Regions from separate parts of the Ovis aries genome. Here region 2 is linked to region 1. Evidence: chromatin contacts called from public Hi-C data. All regions are on one chromosome and are shown on one strand. The core of a region is the stretch at or near the end of the contact, and the rest is flanking DNA. Distances in the headings are between cores, read along the strand shown. Region 1 has its middle 150 kb from the start of FGF10. Region 2 has its middle 110 kb from the start of NNT.

The links. A called contact is a pair of places that touch in the nucleus more often than the background predicts.
Region 2: a Hi-C map of tail adipose tissue shows a contact between it and region 1, with 6 times the contacts expected there. The contact joins two enhancer-like sites. A contact is called at or near these places in 2 of 16 Hi-C or Micro-C datasets (skin fibroblasts and tail adipose tissue).

Annotation. Positions count from the first base shown.
Region 1 is chr16:30,452,898-30,458,212 of ARS-UI_Ramb_v3.0, forward strand. No RefSeq gene overlaps it. Among named protein-coding and RNA genes, the nearest start is that of FGF10, 150 kb to the right of the region's middle. Within about 2 kb of position 1,859, at least 4 of the 54 cell types and tissues checked have an H3K27ac peak or open chromatin away from gene starts, as enhancers often do. A contact at or near this core is called in tail adipose tissue, where this site is marked.
Region 2 is chr16:31,236,885-31,242,283 of ARS-UI_Ramb_v3.0, forward strand. No RefSeq gene overlaps it. Among named protein-coding and RNA genes, the nearest start is that of NNT, 110 kb to the right of the region's middle. Within about 2 kb of position 2,272, at least 3 of the 54 cell types and tissues checked have an H3K27ac peak or open chromatin away from gene starts, as enhancers often do. A contact at or near this core is called in tail adipose tissue, where this site is marked.

The sequences.
Region 1 (5,315 bases), core at 609-3,108:
TCTTATTACTTCTACACCATATCTGTGAAATAGAAAGTCAGGTCACCAACTCAGATTGAGGAGATGGGAAGACATGATTATTCAAAGGAGGATGACATTGGAGATATTGAGTAGATGAAAGACAGAGGAGTGATTTTCTAAAAGGAGAGAAAAACACAGAATTGTTAGGCAGCTCCTAAGGTCCTACTTGAGATTAATGGTCCTTAATTAAGGTAAAATATTAGCATGATTTTGTGTTTTTCTTCAGCCAATTTAGCTGGGCTAAAACTTAAAAAGATTAAGGTTTAATTTACCCAGTGATGAGCTTTTGAAAGATGAGTATAAGAAAGCTGGACAATGTGCAAGGGTATAGAAATTAGATTCAAAGGAATGATTATAGATCGGCCATGGGATTTAAGGCAGGAAAGAAGGGATACCAAGATGTGGTGAAAGTAATGAAAAAGTCGAATACCATGTAGATACCAGTGGATTCAGAAATTCATTAAAGTTTGAGTACCAGAGAAAGTGAAATTGAAAGGTAATAGATGATAACCTATGAGTAGGATGATCAAACCTAAAATTATGGTGAATTAAAATTGTTCATTAATGGTAGGGTTGCAGGTTATAAGACAATGGGACCAAATGCTATTTCCCAGGAAGAGAAAATGTTTGAAAGAGATAAGGCCCAGTTGTTGAAGAGCTACGATATTAAAAAGATTCTATGCATGGATACTGAAATTGCATAGAGTTTTCCCCAAGAGTTGAGCATGGAAGAAAATTAATACTGTGAAGATTTTTTTAGGGGGAAAAAACAAGTCAGAAGTAGATGGAATAGGACAACAGGAGTTTTAGGTGAGAATATTTGATGTTAATCATAAGTTTAGAGACTCAGTGAGTTGAACAAATTTTAGTGTCCATATAGATCACCTACGGCTTTTACTAAAAGGAAGCTTTTAATTTAGTTGGCCTGTGGTAAGGGCTGAGATTTTCCAAATACAGTACAAAAAGTGGAAAAAAAGAGAATTTGGATCAATATTTATTAATAAGTTTAGAGAATATCAATACCCTTCAGGAAAATTCTTAACTCTTGTTTTCTTCCTTTTTCCCTTATATCTTTCCCAAGTACACAAGAATCAATTAGACTCTCATTCAAATGTGAACAGAGAGAAAGTATACAAAATATTAACATTTATTCAATGATAAGATAGTTAATTGTGCTATTAGAACTAGTGCTTTTATTTAGGGAGTAAAACCAGAAGGGAAATGTTTCCTTCCCAGAAGGAGTTACTAAATTCTTTGCTTCCATTTTAAAAAGAGTTCCTAGTGAAAAACTGTGTTGCCTTTCATTTGTGTGTTTAAAGAAAATAAACCTCAGTGAGATGGGATCATGGGCAGATGTGGTTCATAATGAATAAGAAGAAATGATCCTGCTACAAAGGAAAATCTACTTTCTAAAGGATTGGGAACTCAGTATACGACATGGGTATTCAAAAGAAATACATGAATTATTCCATCAGCCAAAGTTTCGAAAGGAAGTCATTCCATGGTGCTTTAAAGGAAGGAAGAAGATTGTATTAATCTGTAGCATCCTCCCCCCATTATCAATATATGCAACACATTTGGACCCCAGCTAATTCTTTTTAGTCACATCTGTCGCTCTCTAGGAGGAGAAGAATCTGGGAAAGGTAGAGTTAAATCTTAATGGAAAATTGCAGCTCTCAGAGATTATGAATAGAATTGATGAATTTTTCTTTCCTGAAGACAATACGCAGATTAAAGAGCTTTTAACTATTCTTGATGCAATCAAAGGTTATGGTCATCTGCTAAAAACTCAGTTTCAGCCACAGTTTATGTAAGTTGTTCACATTAGTCACTCAGTAATGATGTACTTGGCCCCACTGTTTGTGGTCTGGTTCTCATTTGTTTGGCATTACCTTCCAAGACTGCAATGACTCAGAAATGTTCCTTATTTTTTACAGTAAGAAGAAATAGCATGCTTTGCCTGAAACATCTTGAGTTAAATCACTTGTCTGTGGTCTTCCACAATCTACCCAAGCAGGTGTATATAAGTGAAGACTTCCACATATTGAGTCAGAGAACCAATATTCCCAACCAGAAAATTTCTGAAGTTAGCTTCTTACACTCATATGGCACTAACAGAAAATTTAAGCTCTTTGCAATGTTGTACAATATTTCCTTTTATCAGAATATAGCTGCTAACAGAATATCAGCAAGTGTTTTAGACTACAAGAAAACTTTCCAGGCTCAAAACTATCAAATGTATCAAAACCTCTAGCAAGCATGTCTGAGGGAGTATGAAAGCTGTATTCAAATCTATTCAAATAGATATTGCATACAAAAGGCGTGGGAATTGTTCTACACCGACCTGGAAGATAGAAGTAGGAGCCATAGGTTAATAAAAAATATGATTAGATGTATTTTGGGTACAATACAATTTAATTCTATGGACTATTAAGCTTTAGTGCTCTCAGCAAATAGAGTGACTGTCTTTGAACCTTCAGGTCTCTGAAAACATCTAAGCAGAAATGGAAGTACAGGGTCAGATGAGAGAAGTCAGACTCAAATAGCTGTTTCCTACAAACTTGACTGTGTTTGATGTTAATAGGGCCTTAGTAGATCTTTTTTTTTTTTTTTAACGCAGTCTGTCTCATGACATGCTACCTCATGATCACCTTCCATAAGGTTGGATCACCCAGCTTCTTTTCCTTCCATAGAAATTCATAGCATTCCCCTTCCTCAGCTGGTAACAGAAAGTGAGTTTCACCAGAAACAGAGGAACATCTTCAGTTTAAAGTATTCTCCTCCAGATAAATGTGTTTAAATAGAGAACTTACCACCAACATATTAAACATAATTGAATATAAATGAACCTATTTTCCAGAATTCATCTGTTATACAAAAGAACTGTCATGCAAAAAGCCCTAAGGAAGTAAAATACAGGATAATAAGATTACGATCAGGAAAGGAAGCTTGGAGAGAGAAAAAAAAAAAAAGCACAAAGAAGTTCGCCCATAGAGGAAAGACTTGGTTAATCATTCTAGTACACAGATTAGTTAAATCCCCAGATGTAGAAGCCGCAGATACGGAGCATGAACTATACTCTGTCGTTTTATCTAAGGGACTTGAGCATCCCTAGACTTTGGTATCGTGGAACGAATTCCCTCCACCAACACCCTCGAATACTGAAAGATGACTGTATCATAAGAGTGGCAACAGGGACCTGTGACAACAGACTTTATCTCCAGTGTGTCTCCCTCCCTCTGTGAAGCATGACCCTACCCAAGATTTTCAACAAATAGAGAAATGGCTACAAAACCTGATAGGAGTTCAAATAAACAACCCAGAAGTTAAAGGAAGGGATTCCAGTGCCATTCTTTTACTTCCTTAAAATTCCTTTAGTTTGACAAGAACTATTCTGAATTTGGAAACAGTACTTTGTAAAGTCATATGTTTATACTCAGTGTTCGCTTGAAGTAAGTTCTCTAATTTCATAGGACTAGCTCTCTTGCTCAGTGACTCAGCTCACTTAGAGTTTAAAAGTTTGTGTCACAAAGGGAAAGTGAAAAGTAGCAGTAATTAATGGAATTAAGGAAGCATTTTTCTCACTCAGAGAAAAATCTGTGACGCAGTATAACTTCTAGGTATCAAGATGTTGATTATTTTTCAAATTGTAACTAAGAGGTTATTTCTCAGATTTATGTGGTGCTGGAATTTCATTTCCTGTTTTATAAAAGAAATCACGAGTCCAAAGGAAGAATACCATTTAGAAGAGATTAAAAAGCCAATAAATACTTCATTTATCCAACACCTCAGTTTCCCAGACTTGTGACGCTGTCCTTAAACTAGGACCTGAACTCTTAAGGATTTCTGATTTAACTTTTATTAAGCTCATTTTATTTCTCTATAAAGACAAGATACTACATTATCCCTAAAATCATGCCCAGCCCCAAATTTTATGATTCTATTCCCACATGTTTAATTGATTCCAAATCTATTATCTTCTAGGCATTGAAAAACCAACATTTTGAGTTAATCTCTTTCCCCTCTCTGGTAAATCAGCTATGTCCAGGGTGGTCCATAATCCTCTTCTGAAAGAACTGATATGATATATTCCAGTGTGGGGCCACTTTAAGCCCTCTGAGAGTTCTTGAAGATAATTGCTTGTGACTCAGCAATGGCTGTGGCCAATTTCTTAAGTTCTTTAGTGTGGAAGCTTTCAAGATCTATAGATTTAACTCATCCAATCTGAGTCAGTCATTTTTATCTGTTCCTGCTTTGGTAAGGCTCTCTGCCTCCCATCATATCTTTGCCTGCTCACATGATTAGACCATAGTTGACATTTGTGAGGGAAGAATGAAATAAAAAGTGCCTTCCTGTCACTGTCATTTTTTAAGTACTTTTCTTGTCATTTGATAAAAGACAGTGCTTTTCCCACCTTCGCCCACTTAATGCTCTTACATAGTTTTATACATCTTGTGAATTGTATCTTATACCTTGCTTGTATATTATTGGTTTATCAACCATAACATAACAGAATATTAAAGGTCATTGGACTTTGAATAAGGACATTTAGGTTTTTGCCCAATAATTTTTGAGGAGTGTTCAGAACTCCCCATCGTTAATGTTAGTATGGGCTTCCCTGATGGCTCAGTAATGTTAGTACGTCAGTAGTTCAGCACTTGATCTTAAGGTCCCTTCCTCTTTAAGTGTCTTCTAACACTCCTCACCGTTGGATTCATCTCTGTAGCGTTTCTCTGTAGCATCTCTCTTGCCAGTGTTTCCTGTCACAGTAAACAAACCTGTCTGCCAGGCATTCGCACTTGGTGCCCCAGTAAAAACTCTGGCTCTTCCCATGCCCTCCATTCCCACATTCCCAGGGTCCCATTCTGCCTGCCATGACCTCCATCATGTCCTGCTTTGGGATGCTGCTGCTATGACTCTAGTCTAGCTCTCCTTGCGGACTGCCTACACCTTTATGACTTTCCTGGTCTGTTCCTCACTCGTCTCAAGGACATTACTGAAGTTGTTTGATTAGAAAAGATTCCAGAGAGTGCCATGTTTTTGATGAGTAAGAGAGCTGTATGTTGTGAGTCTCTGACAAACTTGTCTCATAGGTATCTTGGCAAGACAGGTGAAACCATTTTCTTTGTGATGTAGGTATCTGGTTGAATTTGATTATAACATCAACAGCTATGGAGAAGGAAATGGTAACCTATTCCAATACTGTTGCCTGGATAATCCCATGGATAGAGGAAGCTGGCCGGCTACAATCCATGGGATGGCAAAAGTTGCACGTGACAGAGTGACTGAGCAAG
Region 2 (5,399 bases), core at 1,022-3,521, 780 kb after region 1:
GACTGGGAATGCACTAATCATCCTCAACAACATTCTAGAACAAACTATTAAAATCTCAGACTGTGAGCATCTAAAACAGGAACAGTGTTGCATGTGAATCATGATTAGTTCACAGGAAACAGACCCTACCAGAACTAACCCATTACTGTTTTTATATGTTTATTAGGTTAGTCAGTTTCCTATTTCTGTATATTTTGGGAAAACTTTTGACAAAGCTATTAAAGATACGCTTCTGGACAAAAAGTGAAGAAATGTGAGTTCAATAGATTTATTGCTGTTTGTATCTAAAATGTCCTGATTAACAGATTAAAGTCAGCGTTGGAGAAGAGTGTGCAGCATGTGTTGTCCAGTTTCATCCTAAGCCCTACAAAATGAGGAAAATGGTTTTTTTCTCAATGGCCTCAGTACAAACATTGATGCCATCCTTTCAGGTGACACAAAGACAGAAGGAACAGCGTCAACCCTTTGAATGGCAGACTCAAATTCCTGATCCCCAAGGATAGAAAGTAGGCCCAAATAAGTCGTTTAAAAAAAGAAACTATAGAGTATAAGTGGAAGAGAAATTAATCATCAACTGCCCTTGCAAGAAAAGAGCTAAGAATTTTAGTTAAGTTCAATACAATAAAAATAAGTGTCAAAGAGGTAATATGCTCATGGTGGTTGTGGTTTAGTCACTAAGTCATGTCTGACTCTTGCCACCCCATCGACCGTAGCTCACCAGGCTCCTCTATCCATGGGATTTTCCAGCAAGAACGCTGGAGTGGGTTACCATTTTCTTCTCCAGGAGATCTTCCCCACTCAGGGGATTGAACTCACGTCTCTTGCATCTCCTACGTTGCAGGCAGATTCTTTGCCACTGAGCCACCACATGACTGAAGTGACTTAACATGCAAGCACTCTAAAAATGAGTGGTTGATCAATGGTGTCAAATGCTAGAGATGTCCAAGAAAATGAATTCTCAGATTTATGTTTGATGATAAGGACTCATTGTTGACTTTCGAGATAAGACTGTCATTGTTGTCTAGTCGCTAAGTCGTGTCTGACTCTTTTGCAGCCCCATAGACAGGAGCCCACCAGGCTCTTTCATCAGTTAGGATGGGAACCAACAGCAAAACTTTTTGAGGCCTGAAGAGAGTATGAGCTAAAGTAAACTATCCACTGGAGAGCCTGATCAGTAAAGGAAAGAAAATAGCATTTAAATCAGGAGATAAACTAGTATTGGGTTAATTTCTCTTGCTTTAGAGAACTTTGTTAATTTTATGCAATTTCAAGCAAAAGCCGAAACTATAATTAAAACTAAGAAGCAATATGATTAGTGTCCTTAGATTATTATATAACTTCAGTTATGCTCTGACACAGAGAAGGCAATGGCACCCCACTCCAGTTTTCTTGCTTGGAAAATTCCATGGATAGAGGAGCCTGGTGGGCTGCAGTCCATGGGATCACGAAGGTGGACACGACTGAGCAACTTCACTTTCACTTTTCACTCCCATGCATTGGAGAAAGAAATGGCAACCCACTCCGGTGTTCTTGCCTGGAGAATCCCAGGGACAGAAGAGCCTGGTAAGCTGCCATCTCTGGGGTCGCACAGAGTCAGACATGACTGAAGTGACTTAGCAGCAGCAGCATGCTCTGACAACTAGTATATGAACAAGCATATCAAAAGGACTAGCTCTGAAGTAATATAAAAGAACTAGAATATAGTTTAGCAGATTTATGGGCTAGTATAAAGAAAGAAGTTTAAACAATTTTTTTGAAAAATTTGATCAGCTCTACTGTAAAGAATCACCTCTGCAGGGAATCCGGACTATTCTCCAGGCAAGAACACTGGAATGGGTTGCCATTCCCTTCTCCAGGAGATCTTTCTGATGCAGGGGTTGAACCCATGTCTCCTGCACTACAGGCAGATTCTTTACCAACTGAGCCACCAGGAAAGCCCCAGAATGGGACAAAGAAGGTCAAAAGATGATGGAGAACCCATATAATAACAAAAGGAGGACCAGAAAGAAAGGACAGAGAATCTGCCCCCAACCAAACTGGATTACAGGCTTCATAACTTTCCAGTAAAGAAGGTATGGTAGTTAACACTGGAATCATGATGTGCTTTGGTAATCAAATTATTTGTGACCTGTTGTATGGATATGTATGCTTAAGAACACAGTAAGATCTATAGCTATACTATATAAAAAGAAAGAAAGGGAAAACCCAAGAGCAGCCTGCACTTAAAAACAAGCAAGTTCATACTGTAGGAGTGAAGCACATGATCCTTCTCATGGCACCACATCAAAATGACAGATTCTGTATTTCTAAAAGGTGAAGAAATCTTTTGGAAAAATTGACTCTGCCAAACACATGCATGAAGTTAAGCAAATGTCAAACTGGTACATTAAACTGTACTTCTTGCTTCTTTGTTTAGCATCCCAAGGAGTTCACAAATTACAAGTAGTTCCCAACTTACCAAGAAGTTGTTTTCTAAAAGTTAGTTGGCAAGTCAGTGCTATGACAGCATAGTACTGTGGTTCAGAGTGAAGCCAGATGGCTCAGGTTCAAATCCTGACTCCACTTAATTAATTGGACTCTGAGCTCCCATATCCGTACAATGGGATGCCTACTGAAAGGATTGCTCTGTTGTGATTAATGAATTATTACACTGAAAAGCTTTAGAATTATGTCTGGCACATAGTCAGTATTCAATGAATATAAGTATTCTTGCCTGGAGAATCCCAGGGACAGAGGAGACTGGTGGGCTGCCGTCTATGGGTTTGCACAGGGTTGGACACGACTGAAGCGACTTACTGGCAGCAGCAGCAGCAAGCTATTATTATAATTAGCACAGTTTTAGGAACAGGAACAGAGTTATTTAGTTCCTAGAACAGGAGGCTCATAGGGCTGTGGTTAAGGGAAAGGACAGGAGAGAAATATGTCACCAGGGATTTGGTAAATGCCAATACCTCTCCTATACCTATGCGTAAGAGGATATTTCTCTCTGGGCTAATCTCCCAAAGTGTTGCTGTGCTTGGTCGCTCAGTCACGTCTGACTCTTTGCGACCCCATGGACTATAGCCCGCCAGACTCCTCTGTCCATGGGATTCTCCAGGCAAGAATACTAGAGTGGGTTGCCATGCCCTCCTCCAGGGAATCTTCCCAAACCAGGGATCGAATCCAGGTCTCCCTCATTGCAGGCAGATTCTTTACCATCTGAGCAACCAGGGAAGCCCAAAGTGTTTAGTAGAACACATTTAAATTCCAAAGAACACGCAACACAAAAATAAAGTGCTTAATTAAATTTAAAAATTCAGTGATCAGATGATAATGGGAAATACTGTATATTATATACCTCCTTCTTGGAGATTTACAGTGCATGTTACTAATAGTAGCCCTGTGACTAAAAAGAGAAAAATATTATTGAATTTTGTTTAATCCAGCATTTCCTAAACTTTTATAACCACAGAACTTGTTTTTCTTTTACCTGTCATTACCATCACATTTTGGGAAATGTTTTTCCAGGTCAATTACTTCCCAAATAACCTAAACTGAAGAACAAAGAACAGTTACTCTTAAGGAAATGAAACTGGAGGTTTGTGATTCACAACTCTCAGAAAATTATAAAAATGCTATTCATAAGTGGAATATTGGCTAAATCATGACTGTGATTCTTGCTCAACCCATTCAAAGTCACAAAGCCATGTTAAAATAAAATATAGCGCTCCAACACTTTCTTTTTCTGCTCATATTAGTAAACCCACATTAAGCATTCTTTCTGCTTAATTCTTACAGATCTTAAGGAAGATAAATCTGAGAACTGCAAAGTGTATTAAAGCATTATAGTTCTGACACTGTCATGATCATTTCACAGTACATACAAATATAGAACCATTATGTGATATACCTGAAAATAATATAATGTTATATGGAAATTATACCTCAATTTTAAAAAAGCTTTAGAGTTCTTCCTTCATAAATCCAAAACCATTTAATTATAAAAGCAAAGAAAGCTTTTAACTATTATTGCATGGGAAAATAGGAGTAATTTTTAAGGCAGCCTAGTGATGTTTTTACAATGCATGCTAGTACTCATGCTAGCTATTAGTTTTCTTGCTTCTGAGAATGTTTTTATCCATGAATTAGAATTTGAGTAAGGGAGCCGGCATTGCTCTGGGTCTTAGTTTCCACACTGCACTCTTAGCTTTTATTTCCCTTCTTGAAACATCTCATAGAACTTTGAGAATGCCATGTGCCTGCACTGTCCCCTTATGTACAACAGTAATACAACACCCAGTCCAGGCACAAAAGTTAAAAAGTACAAAAGTAAGAGAAAATTGCATTGTTCAGAATCTCTCAGTTCATTCATTCATTCATTTAAGAAATATGTTTTGAGTATGTTCCAGAAGTCAGAATATATGCTAAATATTGTGGGCAAAAAGAGACAAAATTTCTTCTTTTGGAGCTTACAATTCTAGGCAATATAAACATAATTACATATAGGAAAGTTGAATTGAAATATCTCTGGAGCTGAGATGTTTGGTTCTATTCAGGGTAGTTTAGCTCAGTTGCTGTCATGTCCAACTCTTTGCAATCCCAAGAACTGCAGCACGCCAGGCCTCCCTGTCCCTCTCCTGGAGTTTACCCAAACTCATGTCCATTGAGTCAGTGATGCCATCCAGCCATCTCATCCTCTGTCATCCCCTTCTCCTCCTGCCTTCAATCTTTCCCAGCATCAGGGTCTTTTCAAATGAATCAGCTCTTTGCATCAGTTGGCCAAACTACTGGAGTTTCAGCTTCAACATCAGTCCTTCCAATGAACACCCAGGACTGATCTGCTTTAGGATGGACTGGTTGGATCTCCTTGCAGTCCAAGGGACTCTCAAAACACTTCTCCAACACCACAGTTCAAAAGCATCAATACTGCAGCGCTCAGCTTTCTTTATTGTCCAACTCTCATATCCATACATGACTACTGGAAAAACCATAGGCTTGACTAGACAGACCTTTGTTGGCAAAGTAATGTCTCTGCTACTTAACATGCTGTCTAGGTTGGTCATAACTTTCGTTCCAAGGAGTAAGCATCTTTTAATTTCATGGCTGCAGTCACCATCTGCAGTGATTTTGGAGCCCCCCAAAAAAACTAAAATCTGCCACTATTTCCACTGTTTCCCCATCTATTTGCATGCAGTGACAGGACCAGGTGCCATGATCTTAGTTTCTGAATGTTGAGCTTGAAGCCAATTTTTTCACTCTCCTATTTTACTTTCCTCAAGAGGCTTTTTAGTTCCTCTTCACTTTCTGCCATAAAGGTGGTAACATCTGCATATCTGGGGTTATTGATATTTCTCCCGGCAATCTTGATTCAAGCTTGTGCTTCATCCAGCCCAGCATTTCTCATGATGTACCCTGCTGCT